Linked DNA regions of Macaca mulatta: region 2 is linked to region 1. Evidence: chromatin contacts called from public Hi-C data. All regions are on one chromosome and are shown on one strand. Each heading gives the region's core, a stretch centred on a gene start, on an enhancer-like site or on the middle of the called end of the contact. The rest is flanking DNA. Distances are from core to core; before and after follow the strand shown. Region 1 holds the start of ZBTB5 (zinc finger and BTB domain containing 5). Region 2 holds the start of GRHPR (glyoxylate and hydroxypyruvate reductase).

Evidence for each region. Hi-C and Micro-C count contacts between places; a contact is called where the count stands out from the background.
Region 2: a contact with region 1 is called in a Hi-C map of liver, with 2.3 times the contacts expected there. The contact joins the promoter of GRHPR here to the promoter of ZBTB5 in region 1. A contact is called at or near these places in 2 of 14 Hi-C or Micro-C datasets (blood and liver).

Annotation. Positions count from the first base shown.
Region 1 is chr15:62,132,207-62,138,517 of T2T-MMU8v2.0, forward strand. ZBTB5 (zinc finger and BTB domain containing 5) reads left to right here and starts at 2,833. Exons shown (of 2, transcript NM_001261623.1): 1 at 2,833-2,932.
Region 2 is chr15:62,191,639-62,197,949 of T2T-MMU8v2.0, forward strand. It overlaps GRHPR (glyoxylate and hydroxypyruvate reductase), which reads right to left and starts at 2,538. Exons shown (of 11, transcript XR_013404679.1): 1 at 2,403-2,538; 2 at 1,780-1,872; 3 at 309-439.

The DNA of each region.
Region 1 (6,311 bases), core at 1,583-4,082:
CAGGCAATCCACCGGCCTCAACCTCCCAAAATGCTGGAATTGCAGGCGTGAGCCACCATGCCCGGCCTAAGGAGGCCCTCTTAAAACGTCTCACCACCACCTCCACTCCTTCCCTGAATGACATTATGAACATTTGATAGTATCCTTTCACACTCAGCCAGCCATACATTCATAAACTTTTATGTGTACCTCCGCATGCAGGTACCTGTATGTATGTATGTATGTATGTAAGTGTGTGTGTATATATGTATTTATTTTTCTGAGATGGAGTCTTGCTCTGTCCTCCAGGCTGGAGTGCAATGGCGAGATCTCGGCTCACTGCAACCTCTTTCTCTCTGGTTCAAGTGATTCTCCTGCCTCAGCCTCACGAGTAGCTGGGATTACAGGCGCCCGCCACCATGCCCAGCTAATTTTTGTATTTTGTTAGTAGAGATAGGGTTTCGCCATGTTGGACAGGCTGGCCTCGAACTCCTGACCTCATGATCCACCCTCCTCGGCCTCCCAAAGTGTTAGGATTACAGGTGTGAGCCACCGCGCCTGGCCGCAGGATTTTATTACTTTCGTTTTGCATCTATGGGAGCCTTAGTCATGAAGGAGTCACGATACTTACCAAATTTTTGTAATCTTTAGTTGCACATTTAGGTTTGTTCTCCACTCCCCCTCTCCCCCCACCCCCGCCCCTTGTACTAACAAAGCTGTGGTAAAGAGCCTTGGGTTTATTATTCCACATCTTTGTATTTGGGTAGCATATATTTCTAGAAAGGAATTGCCAGCTAGAAGGGAACAAACGCATGTTTTAAATTTTGATAGATACTACGAAGTGATAGTCAAACAGGGCATCAGTGATACTCCCGACCGCAATATAGCAGGTGTCCACTTCCACACACTCCTAAGTTCTGAATATACAATTTTAAAAAGTTTTGTGAGCCTGTAAATCTGAGTAATCTAGGTCATGGCATTTACCTTTGAGAGCCACATACGCAAAAGAATCTCTCCTATTGCCTGGCTTACTGTCATCATTCCATATTTTCTTTATTTTACCAATGAATCTGGCAGTAAAATATGTGTGATGGCTATAGAGTGTCAGCGAATCTTAAGGAAAAGAATTAAACATCAGACTCCACCGAGGCCTTCAAGAAATCCATGCAAACAGGTTGCTTTTTGATATCAACACATCCGACCGGTAACTGAAGGGATGCAATCAGCTGTAGGGGTATCCGGTGTGTTCAATTCTGTAAAGCGGAGAGTTCCTCCCCCTGCCTCTCGCAACGAAATCTCACTCTGTGGCCTAGGCTGGAGTGCAGCGGCGCGATCTCGGCTTACTGCAACCTCCGCCTCCCGGGTTCAAGTGATTCTCCTGCCTCAGCCTCCCGAGTAGCTGGCTGGGATTACAGGCGCCCGCCACCTAATTCTTGCATTTTTAGTAGAGACGGGGTTTCACCATATTGGCCAGGCTGGTCTCAAACTCCTGACCTCAGGCCATCTGCCCGCCTCAGCCTTCCCAATTGCTGCGATTATAGGCGTGAGCCATCGCGCCTGGCCAGGAGTTCCATTTTTATGGGAGCTCCTCCAAGACCCTTAACCCCCACCCCCAGAACACAGCCATGTTCGCGAGCCTGCCTTTGTCTCCAGAGCCAAGCAGCGCTCCCAGACAAGCTGCACAGGAGAAGGGAGCTTTTTTCTGCCGTCCTCACCCGAAGAAAGGGGGCTTCTTCCCTGGCCCCTGTGCCCGATGCTGAGGGCTCGGGTTCTCTCTCCCAGTGTGCACCTAGAAACCCGAGCGTCGCCGCGGCGCTCGGACTTTTCAGATCGCGTCTCATACAAGTACGCGACCCTTCCACGTTTGGGACATGAATGGGAGAGCTTAGCGCTTCCTATTTTGTTTTTTGGGGTGCGGGTGATTATGAATCTGGGCACGGAGACGACAGGCTTATATGACCTGCGGCCCAGTGCGGGGCCAGGCGCCAGGCTCCTGTGGCGCCACCGTTTCCAGACGCGCAGCCACCCGGCTGGACGAGGGGCGGGGTCCGACCTTTTTTGTTCGCCGTTTTTACCCTGGACTTCGGCTTAGTTCAACCTAAAGAGCCTCTTGGAATCTTATCTTTCCCAACATCCATGAAGTGGGAACTCAAATCTCCAACCCCGTACTTGTGTGTGTTCAGCGAAGGGAATTGACCCCGGGAGAAGAGCCCTGGGTCACTAAAGGGCCGGGCACCACGTGGGTGGAAAAATCCTTCAGGACCAGCCAATGGCGGTAAGGCTGCCCTGAGGGCCCGCCTCTCGGGCGCCCTCAGACTTCACGCAGTCGTTGTTATGATTGGCGGAATTAGGCGGAAAGCCCGCTTGCCTAAACCACAGAGGGTTTTGATTGGTTGCAGCGAACAGCTGCATTTCTATAGTCCAAACCTGGAGCGGTTTAGTGATAAATCCCGCCCTAAAAGGCATTTGTTAACCGTTGTACGTGTTGTAAGGCAAAGGGTGATTGGTCAGAGAGCTCACGGAATCAATCGGTAGTAAACACAACCAGACTCCAGGGACCGTGGATTGGTCAGTTTTTCTGGGGGCCAAAGAAATTCCTCCGGGTTCCGCGCGCCGGCTGGCTGCACTCCTACCCCGGCCCCGCCCTCCCCGTTGCTGATTGGTTGTAACCCCACCGGGGGAGGAGGAAAAGGGCGGAGTAGGCGCTCTTGCATTACGTCACTTCCGTTTATCCTCAGGCGCCGCCGCGGTGTTCTCGGAGTGCCGCGGCGAACTGGCTGAAGGAGCTAGGGTACTAGAGGCGGGGTGGGAGGGGGGCGGGCGGAAGGGGGAGGAAGTCCCATAACGGAGACGCAGGTCTGGACGTTCCCACCTCCTCTGACACTGCCGAGTCCGATCGGAGAGGGGTCACCGCCTCCTTCAGCGAGGAGGAGGGGGGCGGAGCCCGGCTCAGGTGAGGAGACCCCGTCAGGGAGTGTCGTGATGGCGGGCGCGCTCACGTGGGGAAGGTTGAGCACCAGGGGCGCGCCAAGGCGTCGCGGAGCTCGCAGACGTGTACTGGTGCCCCCAGCCTACCCTGACTGTGTTCCTGAGGGGGCATTGTTACCGTCAGAGCGAAGGGGCCAGGCGCGTTCTTCTGCGCAGGCGTCCCCGGTGTCCCGACGCCAGGCTGTCTGCAGGCTGGGGCGGGAGCTGGTACCCCTGCGGATCTCTGGCTGGCTACGTAGGTTCCCGAATGGGGTGGGAAAGGCCTCAGGCCCAACGGCCTGGTGGAATGAAGAGAGGATCTGCTGCCTTGCGGGATGGGGTCGGACGGCTCCCTTGCCCCCATCCTGGGTCTTCTTGAGCGACGAGGTTTGATTTCACCAGAGCAAGGCCATAGGCAAACTGCCATCGGGAGCCGGCGGCCGATCCTGGAGGGGTGGAGCCAGTGTTTTGGAATGCACCAACTTGTTAAGAGAGGACTGAAGTGTTTAATAGGCATTTATTGAATGCCCACTACTCCCAGGCTTCGTGCGAGGAGCTGTGGGGGATGCGGTGGTTAGACACTGCTGTCCCATGTTCTCCTGTTTGGAGGACAGATTTGTATGTCAATAATAAAAGGCAGTGAATTAAGGGGAGTTGAAGGTTAGTTTTTTCCTTTAAAAACGGCCATTTTTTAATTAAGTCAGCATTCTGGCATAGTGAAGGGTACTATGGAAACTAATTTTCTGAACAGAAGACAAATCCTAAATAATTTGGAGGAAAAAATTTAGGTGAAAGCACAGTAAAGTCTTGATTCCTAAGTAGTAGTCTCTGACTCTAGTTAACTTGAATAGAAGAAACTCTTCACCTTCAAAAATTGAAGCAAAAAATATTCCAAAGCATATTCTCTTATTTTTCACTTGTATTAAGTAGAAGACGTTACAGGCTTTTCTTTAGAAGTTGAAGAGAATGCTGTGCCTTAGTCATTATTGGTAATTTGTTGTGCTAGTATGGGCTGTTGTGCCTTAGATGTAAAAGGCTGGGTAGAACTTGCTTTTCATTTGCCTAAACTCTTGTGATATCTGTGGTGACGGTGGTTGGCAGTAAGCTAATAGTTCAGAGGGAAAAGACCAGACGGGAAGAAGAGAAGGATTTTAGAGAAAAGCCCCTAAGCCAAAGGAAACCGTTCACTGTTCCTTTTAACCCTTCTGGAAATCTCATCAAATTTGGGAAGATTGACCTGGCCACCACAGCCAGCTTGGTGACCTTACAGGTAAGACTGCCTGGGTGGGGACCTGTTCTGGGCCCTTGGGTTTTGCTGAATAAGCAGACTCTTTTTTTGAGGAGTCCTGAAGTCAACCTGTTTACTAGAGATTTGCACCTTTCCCTAAAAGTTGTGTCAAAACTTTTAGTTAGCTGAAGATGCTGGATTTTGGTTAATTGATATGTCTGTAGCAAAATTCTGAAAATGGTAAGATTTGGAGGAAAGGCATCTTACAAGCTTAAGAGTGAACGCTCTCAAAAGAGACTCACAAGACTGTCCCCAAAGTGGAAGTAATAAAAAATCACTAGGATATCAAATAGTAGTTAAAGAACTCAGCATGAATTATATCAAATTGGAGACTTAAAAAAATCTTGTGTTCAGTGAATTTGACAAAACCTGGTGTAGTGCTGACAGAGAATTTTGAATCTGGCTCACATTCGTTTTGGAAATGGAAAAAAGAACCCAAGGTATTGATTCTATGTTAGGTTTCAACTTTTTTTTTTTTTTTTTTTTTTTTGAGAAGGAGTCTCGCTCTGTCGCCCAGGCTGGAGTGCTATGGCCGGATCTCGGCTCACTGCAAGCTCCGCCTCCCGGGTTCACGCCATTCTCCTGCCTCAGCCTCCCGAGTAGCTGGGACTACCGACGCCCGCCACCTCGCCCAGCTAGTTTTTTGTATTTTTTAGTAGAGAGGGGGTTTCACCGTGTTAGCCAGGATGGTCTCGATCTCCTGACCTCGATCCGCCCGTCTCGGCCTCCCAAAGTGCTGGGATTACAGGCTTGAGCCACCGCGCCCGGCCTCAACTTTTTTTTTCATGTGAATTAATTTTAAATACTTTCCCTCTGTCAGTTTTAAGGATGTGATTTTTCTTTTACTGTATGTAATATTTCTCAAATATGGATGTTGTCTAGTAGAGCCAGTTTTGTTAGCGTAGCGGGTGGGATGGAATGTAGCACTACACTGCCTTTTGTCTAAGTGTGAAGTGAACTTCTCATCTTCTAAAAGACTAGCTGTTTCTGAGTGAACTATTGTTCTTTACATATGTTTTCATCATTTTCACCACTGAATAGTGGCTTTTAATTTCAAGATCCAGTTTTGGAGGTGCCTTTCATTTTATTAGTTATACATATATTTCCTAAAAGCTTTGATTTATCTTGACATCCCAAACAGATTAGGAACTGTGTTGGACTACTTATTATAATAGATATTCTTACTCTCCAAGATTATTTTATTGGTGATGTTGGATTTTTCTTAACCACTTTGCCAACAGGAGTGATGCGCCACCCACCACCCTCCACCCACTCGGACCACTTGTGTTACAGCTTGTACCCGCATTTAGTGGTTCCCAAACCCTTGTCCCTTGTTCAAGAAGAATGAGGTTACTCTGACAATTCGAAGGGTGAGGAGGGCAGAGAAGAATTTTATTGAGTGCCTCAGAGAAGAGGACATTCAGGGGTGGTCCCCCACCCCTGCAGTCAGGTGGCTTCTTTCCCAGTGTGGCTGGTTCTGGGGCTTCTTAGGGACTCAGAATGGGGAGTGTGTGCTGATCGGTTTCTGAGTATGCAAAAAGGTTAAAGGGAAGGCCGGGTATGGTGGCTCACGCCTGTAATTGCTGCAGTTGTGGAGGCTGAGGTGGGCAGATTGCCTGAGGTCAGGAGTTCGAGGCCAATCTGGCCAACATGATGAAACCCTGTCTCTACTAAAAATACAAAAATGAGCCCAGCATGGTGAAGTGCGCCTGTAATCCCAGCTACTCGGGAGGCTGAGGCAGAAGAATCGATTGAGCCTGGGAGGCAGAGGTTGCATTGAGCTGAGAGCCTGCCACTGCACTCCAGTCTTGCAGACAGAGTGAGACCCTGTCTCAAAAAAAAAAAACAAGGTTAAAGCAAAGACACCACTCAAAGGTGGGTACGACAGTGTAGAAAACCAATTAGGAAAGGGGTAGGTATATGTAAAATAGGTGAAAGTTGGGGATCAATCAGAAGAAAGCACATCAAACGGGAAGACAGGTTCTCAATCTGGTCCATGGATTTGACTTGTAGCTTGGCTTTCAGGCTTTAAACTGTCTTTGGCTTGGAGGTAGGGTTTCCCTGGGGATGTGCCCCT
Region 2 (6,311 bases), core at 1,288-3,787, 59 kb after region 1:
TTGCCGGAGGTCACAGAGCAAGGTTGTGGCAGGGCTGGAGAACCCAGGGCCTTGGATGCTCTTCCCCACACCCACAGTCTCCACACCACGGTCTTTGCCTTCCCAGGGCCCCCCGCCAAGGGGTTCACAGCAGGAGGGAGGGGCAGGGCCTGTGCCAGAGCAAGCTATCTGCCCGCTTAGGCCTGGTATCGCAGGAACCGCCCTCAGAACCCAGACAGCACTGCAGAGCAGCCCAGGAGCCAGCGGCGCAGGCTGAGGGGCCCACAGGGCCAAGCCACCCTCGAGTCCCCTGCCCACCCAGCGCGCACCTGCGGCATCCAGGATCCTCTTGTCCACACGGTCAGAGAGGAGGCAGAGCAGGCCGTGGGCCCCCGCCACACCTCGCTCCAGCTCCTTGACGGGGATGGGCTCATCCGAGTCCCACTGCTCCACCTCACAGCTGCGGGGAAAGGGAGGCCCTCAGGAGAAGCAGGAGCCGCACACCTGTCCCCACCCCTCCCAGCTGGGAACCCTGGCCTCTGATGGCCCTGGCCTCAGGCTGCCCGGGGCTGGCTGAGGGGAGGCAGGGTCAGGCAGGGGTGGCCTCAGAACTGTCCCGAGAGAACAGGTGACAGGTGAAGGGCTAAAGGGCCCCCGAGCAGAGCCTAAGCTGCAAGGGGAAGGCATGGGGACAGCTCTCAGGTCAGCACAGAGAAGAGCTTTCCCACACTCACAAGGGCTGGGCGGCCAAGCAGGCAGCCAACTGCAGGGAAGGCCCGTGAGGGGCAGGGTGTGCCTCAGGTGGGGGCCTGGATTCAATGGCCTGTTGCATCTCTTCCTGTCCGTGGAGTCCATGAAATAGAAAACTCTCATAGTTGGACTGGGCCAGGACAGATAAGGTCAAGGCCACCCAACGCTTCCACGGCAGCTCACGGGAACCGGATATTTGTCCCAGTGGTGCACCATGGAATTCAGTACAGCCAGCACGTGTGGAGCCTCTATGCGGCAGGACACAGGATAGCTACTCGCACCTCCTGACCGAGCCCGGGCCACGGACCACTTCATCCACCTCCCCATGAGCAGGATACAGTGTGAGCTACTGTTACCACGAGCGCGGCTGCTGCCTTCCGCCTTCTGCTCTACAAAGTGGGTCCTTGGCAAAGGTTTTGTTGCAGTGAACAAAATGTGAAAATCTCATCTGCCCCTAGAACTGCCTGCTGAGGCGGGGTTGCATCCTCTTCCTATCTAACATTGGAAACACAAATCTGATCAAATGCAGTGATCAGACAGCAGTCAGATGCAGAACTCCCAGGAGTTCCTCCACTTGGGAGCTGCGTGGCTTTGGGAAGGAACTTAACCCTAAGACCAGCCTCCAGTTTTTAATTAGTTTTTAACAGTGCTGCCAGGATTAAAAGTTTATGTATATGAAGCACCTGGTAAGGTTGGCCCACAAAAAGGGTTCCATTTAGCAAGGGTGGGCCAGGTGCAGTGATTCATGCCTGTAATCCCAGAACTTTGGGAGGCTGAGGTGGGAGGATCCCTTCGTACAGGAGTTGAAAACCAGCCTGGGCAACACAGTGAGACCCTCGTCTCTGCTTAGCCAGGCATGGTGGTGCATGCCTGTAGTAGTCCCAGCTACTTGGAAGGCTGAGGTGGAAGTATCGCTTGAGTCCAGGAGGTTGAGGCTGCAGTGAGGTATAATTGCGCCACTGCACTCTAGCCTGGATGAGAGTGAGACCCTGTCTTAAAAATAAATAAATTAATTAAAAGGGTCCTCAGGCCGGTCATGGTGACTCACACCTGTAATTCCAAACTTTGGGAAGCTGAGGCAGGAGGATCGCTTGAGCCCAGGAATTTGAGACCATCCGGAGCAACAGAGTGAGACCCCCATCTCTACAAAAAAATCAGAAAATTAGCCGGTGGTGATTGTTTGCACCTGTAGTCCCAGCTGCACGGGAGGCTCAGGTGGGAGAACTAATTGGGCCCAAGAAGTCGAGGCTGCAGTGAGCCACGAGCGATCAAGCCATTGCACTCCAGCCGGTGCAGCAGAGTGACTCTGTCTCAAAAAAATAAATAAATAAAGATAAGTAAATATAAAGAAAAAGAGTCATCAAAGGCTCCTGCCAAACGTCCGAGGGGCCAGGTCAGTGACCGCCACATCCCTGACCCCACGTGCCCTGCGGGAGCGTGGAGAATTAGCCTGGACCTTGCCTCAGGGGCAATCTCCCCCTCTCCAAAGCCGGAACTGCAGGTCCCAGCGTCGTCTTAAGAGTCCTGGAGAGAACTGGGCCCCAGAGAACTTTCTCCGAGCCTCCCCAAAACTCCAAGCCCGCCCCAGCCAGCCACAAGGCCCAAACGCCCCGCCCGGCTCTCCGGTCCCCGGGAGCGCCCCGCCCCTCCCCCACGGGGCCCGGGGCTCTTACTCTGCCGCCCGGGCGAGCGCGGCCCTGCCCTCGGGGGGTATCCTGCGGGTGACGAACACCTTCATGAGTAGCACCGGTCTCATCCGCCGTGCAGCCGCCGACTCAGACCTGGCAGGACGGAATCTGACCCCGGAATGGACCTGGGCCGGGGCTGGGCCAGGCTGGAGTGGGCGGGAGAAACGCCGCGCGACGTGCGCAGGGGGGTGTGGCTTCGCCTGCGGGAGTGCGCGGTTGCGGCTGGGCTGTGACTGCGCGTGCTCGGGGAGTGAGCCACAGTGACCCTACACGGTGTCCTTGTGTGGGGGGGAGCGGGGGGTGTGCGCCTCGTGCCACTGGGGAATCAGGGCCCCGGGGGAGAGGGAGCAGTATCTTCTCCAAGGCCTCATGGGACCCCTAGTTTCTGTACACGCTCAGTATCCTGTTTCCACAGGCTCAGGCCTTAAGAGACTGAAAGCCCCTACTTTTTCTGTGTCTTGGGTTGGCCCAGGGTGGAAACCCAGGTTCCAGGCTGTGAGGAAGTCCAGGACACACAGAGAGGTCATGTGTAGGTGTTCAGGCCAACAGCACAGCCGGGGGCCCAGCTGACAGCCAGCTCAATGACCAGAGGTATGAGTGAGGAAGCCTTCCGATGACTCCAGGCCAACTCCTATGTGACTACAGCTACAAACGCACGAAAGAGCCTTTAGGATAATCACTGGCTGAGCCCAGAGCCCAGTCAACCCCGGAACCATAAAAGATGATAATGCACTGACTGCTGTTGCTCTCAGTCGTTCAATTTTGGAGTAATTCTTTATGCAGCAATAAATAACTGATACACTATGTGTGCGAAACCCAGAAGCCGTAAGAATACAACTAATTCTCCATTAAAAAATTAACCGTACCATCCTGAATGCATCTAATCTTGGAAACTAAGCCTGGTTAGGGCTTGTATGGGAGACTGCCTGGAAATACCAGGTGCTACAGGCTTATGTTTATCTAAAAAAAAAAAGTAATAACAACAAAATCATAAGACAACAAACCGGGAAAAATACCATATATTTGCAACTCATTTTATAGACAAGGGGTTAATTTCCTTATTGTACAAATAGTTCCTAAGACAAAGATGCCCAGCTTATCTGAATATGCAAAGGATACCAATGGACAGTTTACAGAAAAGGAAATGGCTTTTAAATGTATAGCCAGGCACGATGGCTCATGCCTGTAATGCCAACACTTTAGGAGGCCGAGGCAGGCAGATCACTTGAGGTCAGGAGTTTGAGACCAGCCTGGCCAACATGGTGAAACTCTGTCTATACTGAAAATACAAAAATTAGGCGGGCGTGGTGGTACATGCCTGTAATTCCAGCTACTCAGGAGGCTGAGGCAGGAAAATTCCTCGAGTCCAGGAGATGGAGGTTGCACTGAACCGAGATCCCACCACTGCACACTCCAGCCTGGGTGACAGAGCGAGACTCTGTCTAAAAAAAAAAAAAAAAAAAAAAGTGAAAAGTGCTCAACTTGACTCAAAAAAGAACTGCATATTAAAATTACAGCAAGATACCAATGTAAAAAATAATACATTGGGGAAACAGGTGCTTTCATACGTTGCTGGTAGGAGTATAAATCAAGCAACTTCAATAAAGAACGTTTGGCAGTAGCTATCAAAATTTAGACTGCACATCTTTTTTGACCCAGAAATTTTGCTTTTAGGAATTTACCTTACAGACGTATTCACACATGTGCAAAATGCTGTCTGCCAAAGGCTCTTCATTGTGGCATTGTTGGAATAGTAAAATATGGGAAACAACCTAAAGGTCCATTCATAGGGGACTGTTCATTACATATGCTTCATTCCTACAGTGAAATATTCTGCATCAATCAAAAGAGTGAGGCAGCCCTGTGCGTACCAGTGTGGAATGATCTCCAAGATGTACTGTCCAGTGAGAAAACAGGGTGATGCAAAGTGCATATGTTACCATTTATAGGAGAAAGTATATGCCTTTTTTTTTTTTTTTTTTTTTTTTTTTTGAGACAGGGTCTCAGTCTATCTAGGCTGGAGTGCGGTGGTGCGAACTTGGCTCACTGCAACCTCCACCTCCTGGGCTCCAGTGATCCTCCCACCTCAGCCTCCTGAGCAGCTGGGACCACAGGCACGCGCCACCACACCCAGCTAATTTTTTGTATTTTTCGCACAGACAGGGTTTCACTATGTTGACTAGGCTGGTCTCGAACTCCTGGACTCAAAGCAATCCACTTCCAAAGTTCTGGGATTACAGGCGTGAGCCACGACACCTGATCACCCATTCCTGTGTGTTAAATATCCCTGGAAAGATGTACAAGAAACATCTTTCTTGTTTCTTTGGGAACAGGCCGGGCACAGTGGCTCATGGTTTGTAATTCCAGCACTTTGGGAGGCTGAGTCAGGAGCATTGCTCAAGCCCAGGAGTTTGAGACAAGCCTGGGCAACATAGTGAGACCCTGTCTCTAAAAAAAAAAAAAAAATTGTTTTTAATTACCCAGGCGTAGTGGTGTGCACCTGTAGTCCCTGTTACTTGGGAAACTGAAGTAGGAAGATTGCTTGAGCCTGGGAAGCTGGGGCTGCAGTGAACTGTGATCGTGCCACTGCACTCCAGCCTGGGCAACAGAGTGAGACCCTGTCTCTAACAAAAAAAAAAAAAAAAAAAGGAAAAAAGAAATAAAAAGAAAGAAGAAAGAAGAAACTGGGGACAGTGGCTGTCTCTGGGGAGAAGAACTGGTGAAGGGGGACAGAGTAAGAGACACAATTTTCACCCTTTGGGAGTGAATTTATTGTGCATTTATTATCTATTCTCAAAATAAAGAAAACATTCATTTAAAAATAGCACTTGGCCAGGCACAGTGGCTCATACCTGTAATCCCAGCACTTTGGGAGGCTGAGGCGGGTGGATCACCTGAGCTTAGGAGTTCGATACCAGCCTGGCCAACATGGTGAAACCCCATCTGTATTAAAAACACAAAAAAATTAGCCGGGCGCGTGGCAGGTACCTGTAATCCAAACTACTCAGGAGGCTGAGGCAGGAGAATCGCTTGAACCCAGGAGGTGGAAGTTGCAGTGAGCCAAGATCACACCACTTCACTCCAGCCTGGGTGACAGAGTGAGACTCCATCTCAAAAACAACAACAACAACAACAAACCTCTGTCTCAAAAATAAATAAATGAAATGAAATGAAATAAATAAATAAAAATAGCACTTGGCCAGATGTGGTGACTGATTCCTGTGATCCCAGCACTTTGGGAGGCTAAGGCAGGAGGACTAATTGAGGTCAGGAGTTCAAGACTAGCATGGACAATATAGGGAGGCCCCCCCACACCCCTGTCCCTACAGAAAAATCTAAAAATTGGCTGGTTGTGGTGGCTGAGTCCCAGGAGGCTGAGGCAGGAGGATCACTTCAGCCCAGAAGTCGAAGGTTACAATAAGCTATGATTGCACCACTGCACTCCAGCCTGGGCAACAGAGTGAGACTCTATCTCAATAATAATAATAATAATGGTCTCCAAAACACTTCCTGCTGTCATTTTGAGTCCTTGCACACTAAATATCAACTCCCCTGCCTTAGCTGTGGCCTTGCCCCTTCATTGCTCAGGTGTCTCCCAGGCTGCATTTCTACACTGATGCCTCTGGAGTGAGCAGCTCCAGCCCCCTCCACCAGCCTCAGCGCCATAAGCCGCCTCTCTCCTGCCTCCTCCACCTGAGCATCCCCAGGCATCTGGAACTCAACACCTGCCAACCCAATTCATCCACCTTCTCCCCAGTACCCTACCTGACACCTGCGCCCCTCCCGCATATCCATCAAAGAGACAGCCACCCCAAGCCAATACCTAGAAGTCACCCCTCACTCGTACATTTCACCCCTCCCACTCCCACAGGCTTGCATGGTGGTTGAGAGCTT